Linked DNA regions of Danio rerio: region 2 is linked to region 1. Evidence: chromatin contacts called from public Hi-C data. All regions are on one chromosome and are shown on one strand. Each heading gives the region's core, a stretch centred on a gene start, on an enhancer-like site or on the middle of the called end of the contact. The rest is flanking DNA. Distances are from core to core; before and after follow the strand shown. Region 1 holds the start of pard3ab (par-3 family cell polarity regulator alpha, b). Region 2 holds the start of itgb1b.2 (integrin, beta 1b.2).

The links. A called contact is a pair of places that touch in the nucleus more often than the background predicts.
Region 2: a contact with region 1 is called in a Hi-C map of hematopoietic stem cells, with 2.9 times the contacts expected there. The contact joins the promoter of itgb1b.2 here to the promoter of pard3ab in region 1. A contact is called at or near these places in 1 of 18 Hi-C or Micro-C datasets (hematopoietic stem cells) and 1 of 4 datasets of contacts at active chromatin or transcription factors (embryo).

The regions. Positions count from the first base shown.
Region 1 is chr2:46,350,100-46,353,286 of GRCz12tu, forward strand. pard3ab (par-3 family cell polarity regulator alpha, b) reads left to right here and starts at 1,587. Exons shown (of 24, transcript NM_001423693.1): 1 at 1,587-1,924. The coding sequence starts at 1,805.
Region 2 is chr2:46,746,780-46,750,094 of GRCz12tu, forward strand. It overlaps itgb1b.2 (integrin, beta 1b.2), which reads left to right and starts at 1,546. Exons shown (of 13, transcript NM_212928.2): 1 at 1,546-1,681; 2 at 1,859-1,925; 3 at 2,124-2,209; 4 at 2,312-2,516. The coding sequence starts at 1,859.

The sequences.
Region 1 (3,187 bases), core at 337-2,836:
GGTGGTTTATTTTTCACGTTATAACTCTATCAGAATATCTTAAATATTCGTTAACTTTAATCCATAATGGCAAAATGGTTGGATAATCCTTTCTTTTGCTGATGCATTCTAACGGGGGAAGGTTAGTGTGATTCCTTGATCAGAGTGGATGTCTGACACGATCTCTACTTGGACAGAGTGTCACATGTGTTGAATTTGTATACGTATATTGTGTTCAACAGAAAAAAAAGGAATTTCATAAAAGTTTATAACACTTTGAGTGTGAGTAAACAGTGAGGAAATTTTCATTGTTGGGTGAACTATTCCTTTAGTCCATTGACTTGGATTTTATTACGTTTTTATTCACGGTTATGGCTTAAAGTCATCATAAATATTATACAAAAAATAAAATTCATCTGCATCTTGGGAGAGTGAGTAAATTAAAGAGATAGCTCACACAAAAATGAAATATACTTTTTCCCAAGTGGTTCCAAAATTTTCTTTTTTCTGTTCACTAAAGATGATATACTAAAAAACATGTAAATATTGACTATCATATGGGAAAAACAAATATAGAAGTCAACATTTGGAGTGTTTGGAAACCTTTCATCAAAGTTGTCATAAAACTATTCAACAAAAGCCACTCTTGTCTTAAGACAATTGTGAAACTTTTCAACAAAACTTGGATCCACTTCAAATGTTGACTGCTGTACTGTGGTAAACAATAATTACAGATTTCCAAAACATTTTCCAAAATAACTCATTTTATGTTAAATTAAACAAACACACTCAAACAGGTTTGTGACAAGCAGGGGCAGATTTAACCAATAAGCAAGGTAAGCGGCCACTTAGGGCCCCATGAAATCTGAGGGACCCCAAATAAATACCTAGAAGTCTAAATGATACTATAAATTATACATAACATTGTTTTCTATTATATTTTGTATACAGTGAGGGTCTAAAAATGTTAATTTTAAGGTAATTATTACATCTGTGCAAATGTGTTCCCCACCTTCAATCATGGACCAGTCCAGCAGTCAAATCAGTAAAGATTTAGTTTTAAAAACGAAATCGTTCAATTATTATGTTTAGTTGTGAATTCAACTTAAGAAAACAAATAGTTTCAAAAGTTTTACAAGGTGCTTTACATGTCATTATTAATTTGCATAAAAATAAAATGTAGAAAACGAGATGGAAATATATTTTACAAAAAAAAAAAAAAAAAAAAACAGCAAAATAAATTTTGGGCCCTTTGGTTGGAATTGCTTATGTCCCCAAAATCCCACAATCTGCCCCTGGTGACAAGTGAAGGTCGTTTGGAAGAACTATCCCTTTAACACAATGTTTATTTTAGGTAGCTGGCCCTTTAAGACACTGAGATTTCATTAATTCATCCATAAGACTCCTAAAGATAATAAATCCTTCGAATGTTAATAAACACACATTTTACTATTATTTAAAAAAAAAGTTAAGGCGTTAATTTTTGAACAAATAGTGTCACATATATATTTCATAATATGTGCCAATTTCAAGCATTACCGATACGGCAGTTCGGCTTCACCGCCAGAGGGCGCACAAAACCCATTGTCGTTGCTCCCAAACCGATTGAACACGGCGCGGTTCCCGTACACAGACCCCAAACACTAAACAGGTGGTCATACACCGCGGCACAGCGTCCGCCGCGATGAAACGGAACGGGTACCGACCGTAAAGTCACACCGATCCGCCAAGGTGCTGAACCAAAGATTATTGATGATCTTGACACCAGAGCACGGGAGCCTTTGATCCCGAGTTTCCCTTGGATTCGGGAAGGAGTGTTGGAACTATGAAAGTGACGGTGTGTTTTGGGAGAACTCGGGTCGTGGTTCCGTGCGGAGACGGAAACATTAAAGTGCAGTCGCTCGTCCAGCAGGCCGCGATGCGGTACCGGAGAGCGATCGCCAAGGTGAGATGCTGTTTCACTGTATCATCTGATTGTGCTTTGGAAACATAGTTGCGCCGGTGAGGGCTGCAAATATGGCGGTGTGGAGACGGAGTGAGTGAGCGGGGGAAGGGATCAGGACCGTCCGGACACTTTAACTCTGCTCAACACTTCAAAGAACGCCTTTATTCCCCATTAAATAAAGCGCTGTGTGTTTTTATCCTGCTACAGTGTTCCAATCCGCCTTCTTTGTTCTTTATGTCCACAATGGTGCTCTGAAATCCACTGGGAAGTAGGGCAATACGAAGTAATGTTGTAAAGGACGAAGTTTTCTCCATGTTATTATTATCTCTATTTAGAAATGACAGCATTTAATAGAAGGCAATATTATGTATATTGAGTTTTGGTGTGCACGGCTGGTTGCTACAGCTGACGCATCATTAACGTTATGCTGTTTGATGAACAAAATGTCTTGAACTTTTGTCTTGTATTTGTGTGTGTGTGCGTGCGTGCGTGCGTGTGTGTGAGAGAGTGAGTCCTAGGCTTTGTTTCAATGAGGCTGCTGCTAGGCTAACAGTCATAACTCAGATGTCTTTTACACGGTTTATACATGTAACCCGTTGTTTGGAAGTTAAAACGCAGATATACTTCAAGAGAGCGAGGCGCCAAAACAGGGACGCTGTCGGTCAGGAATCAACAAGCGGTCGGTTGAGCGCGAGAACTCCAGCAGACGCTCAGCTCGACGCGTCGTTAGCAGTTATGGGGCGCTGAGGATGTAATTAACATCAGCCTAGTGTTATTGTGATAATTTGAACATTTTTATACGATAAAAACAGATTAGGGCTTAAATATCATTACAAAACTTTAAACATGTCATACTAATAGAAAATGCCCTTATTGTTGTTCATAGCGGGTCGACCTCTCACGGGGGCTACCATGTTGTCATCGTTTGATTTTTCTTTTTTTCCAAGAGCAAACTCCGCCTCACGCGACTCATTTGATTTCATTTGTCTATTGGTATCGGCGAGGAATGCGAGTTTTCACAAATTCCCACGATCAGTCATTGTTTGAATAAATGATTAATTTATCAATTAATCGTTAACCTCCAACATCCAACATGTGTTTACTTCAGTTGCTTCAGGACATGGTGTGCAGATGACACACAAAACGCAAGCATCCCCACCCTAAGCTTGTTTTTACTGTAAATAAAAGCTTAGAGGATTGTAAAAATTATTTATGACAGATAATTCAATAGAAAGTAATGACTAACTCGTTGCTTCAGCATTA
Region 2 (3,315 bases), core at 296-2,795, 400 kb after region 1:
CAAAGGTAATGATTAAAGTCAATGATCTAAATGTATTTATATGTATTTTTATTTTCTGGGTAAGGCATAAAAAAGACTAAAAAATGCTCTTCTAATTATAAATTGTCAAGCCGATAATTCCCATAATTCTGATAAAAAGTGCAAACTGTCTGTCAGCAAATGTAGATTTGAACAACTGCGCACCTGTTCATGCAGATTGTGCGTGCACTCATGCCAAGGACATGAGTAACAGCGCTAAAAACAAATGCTGAATCAACTTTTTAAAATCCTCAATCAAATTTGTAGTTAGTTTTGCACGCTGGAGGGAGGACGACACTATGGCTGAAGAATTCCTAAAACTATTTGACTTCACGCAAAGCTGATGTAGATTGTGTTGTTATGAATGGGTTATATGCACAGAAGTGTTGTTCAGCCACTGAATTTTTCTGGAAACATTATGAGTATTTTCAATTTCATAAGGGACCTTTTACAGCATCAATAATATAGATTTTTATTTCGATTCCCCGCAAAAAGCCAAAACATTACATAGAAATCATTGAACAAATCATAAAAGAAGTGTAAATTTAAAGTAATTCATCTGTAGTAATAAGGGAAAAATCATTTACTTCATGAAGATCCTTTATGAAGTGTATGCTAAAGAGAAGTGCCGTAGCTTATCAAGGTGCTTAATTGCTAGAACGGCTGAAGTAGCTTGAAGATATGTTTCTGTTTGTTTCCATGTTTATACTAGTGTTTGTGGCACAGGGATGAGGAACTGTAATGCTGTCAAGGTCTAACTAGAACTTCAGCAGTGCAAAAGCATGGGATGAAAACCGGTTTCAAGGATTACAGCAGTTTGGAAAAGTCACTGCTTTAAAATAGCAAAAGTTGTCATACCGTTCCTAGGGTATATTTAAGTTTATTTATTTTACATCTTGTCAAAGACGATCTTATTTATTTAGGGCAACTATATTTCCAGTACTAAACCATCCACATCAAAAGTTACTGGACAGCCCACAATTTAGCAAATGTTTGAAAAAAAAAAAATGCTATAATCATCTATATACTGCATAACAAGCTAATGAACCTGAAATGCAGTGTTCAGTGGAAAAAAATGTAAAATTTTTTTTTTTTTTTACAAACATAAAAATAACTTATTTGAGCGCAGTAATAACAATACTGTGAAACGTGATATTTTATCCAGGGTTATCATACCGTCAGAATCTTATACCGGCCTATGCCTAACTATGCCTAACTAGCCTACCTGGAAAACAACGGCACATATCGTTCATAAACCACACCTGTCAACATTAGGCTGTGAAAATAAGGGGAAAGGAAGGCAATGCGGCCGTTTTTATATTTATTTTAAAGTGTTTTCAAGCCTAAATGAGAGGAAGTATAGTTCTCTTGAACAGCCATTCACATTTAAGAGCAAGGGGCGTCCCCTGGTGGTTCAGGGGAATACTTTAACTGTATTAAAGCGGGACGGGAGAATTTTGACCGGTATGTCATAAACCAATCAGAACCAAGCCTTCCACAACTCCCTACTTTTAGGTTCGAGAGGACACTCAGACTGTATGAACAAAGTAAACTACACTCAAACTTTACTTCAATATTTCAGAAACGTCCTGTAAATTTATACTGTGAACATTTATTTACAACACAACTTCAGGAGGAGCCTTAGCAGTAGCTACATATCAAGGTAAGTAACTGAACTGTTGTAAAAATTAAATGTAAGTAAAGCGTTTATGTTATATATATGTTGGTCAGCTTTTACAATGTAGATCCTGTTTACAATATAAGCAGTGTTCATATACATTTAATCTGACATTAAGAACTTAGAAAGTGTGTTAACAGCATCCTGTTCTTTCACATTTAGATGGATATAACAGTTTTGTTATTATCAGCTCTGCTAGGATTTGTTTCTTATGTCGGTGCTAACACAGGTAGGCTAATATTCAATTTAGCAACATCAACTTTTTAGTGCCTAAGGGAACATTTTAATGTTTAGGTATTTGGGGTTTGTTTCCTAGTAATCATGTGGGTAAATGTGAAGTGCTTTATTATTAATATGCAAAGAAAAACCTTTAGAAATGATGTTCTGCAAAATCAGTAATCACTGAATGTTGTTGTGTTGTGCTCAGACAGTAATCCATGCATTTCTGCAAATGCCAAAACCTGTGGAGAGTGTATTCAGATCGGCCCACAGTGTGTGTGGTGCAAAGATCCTGTAAGTTCTTTCATCTACACTGATTTTCTCCTTGTATGACTGTTGATCAGAGTCTTCCTGGACGATGTGTAGCTCAGCAAGTCTCTTCTTGCATCTAAACAGGATTTCAAACCTTCACGCTGTGATGACATTGAGTCCATGGCGAAAGCTGGCTGCACTGCAGACGGTGTAGAAAACCCTCGAGGAGCGGTCACTATTGACAAGAACAAACCCGTCACAAACCGTAAAACTGATGGAGGACAGAATCTGAGGCCCGATGAAATCACGCAGATTCAGCCACAGAAAGTCAAGCTGAACCTTCGCTCAGGTACTGGATCACAGAAACATCACTGGATCTGTCTAAATATGTTTTGAGAAAAGAATCATGACACTCTCATCCAAATGTCAATCAAAATATTGCTTAGTCATCTCAACTCAGCAAGCAATGGGCTTGGGCTGTCAGTAAAAATCTATTAGATGTCTAACAACAGTCAAAAATAGACTAGTGACCAAATAGACAGAAATAAAGGACTACAGATTCGAAGTTTGCGTAATCTGTCTATTAGATGACTAGTTGTCTATGTTAAGACGTGTATTAAACACAAAAATATTTGTTTGCTAAGAATGTTGCGCCAAACTTAATTGACTTATTTTGTTTCTTGTTTCTTAGTCACAGCAGAAATAAATTTGAGAATAAATTTGCCACTCAATGTAATGAAAGTGAATGAGTTATTGTAATGAGAAAATGAACAAGCAGCAGCATTCATTCATTTTCATTCAACTTAGTCTCTATTTCAGAGGTCACCACAGTGGAATCACCTCCCAAATATTCCGGCATATGACCTTTCAGCCACAACCCAGTACTGGGAAACACTTATTCACACACATTACAGCCAATTAAGTTTATTAAATTCACGATTAGCGACTGTGGGAGAAACTGAAGCACTCAGAGAAATATGCAAACTCCACACAGAGCTGCCAACTGGTCCAGCCGGGACTCAAACCAATGACTTTCTTGCTGGTAGGCAACAGTGTTAACCACTGAGCCATCATACGGTCCATTATATAAGTACGGTGGCCAAGAGAGCTTAACGCGCAGCAATTTTTCCCGAATGATGTATAACAGA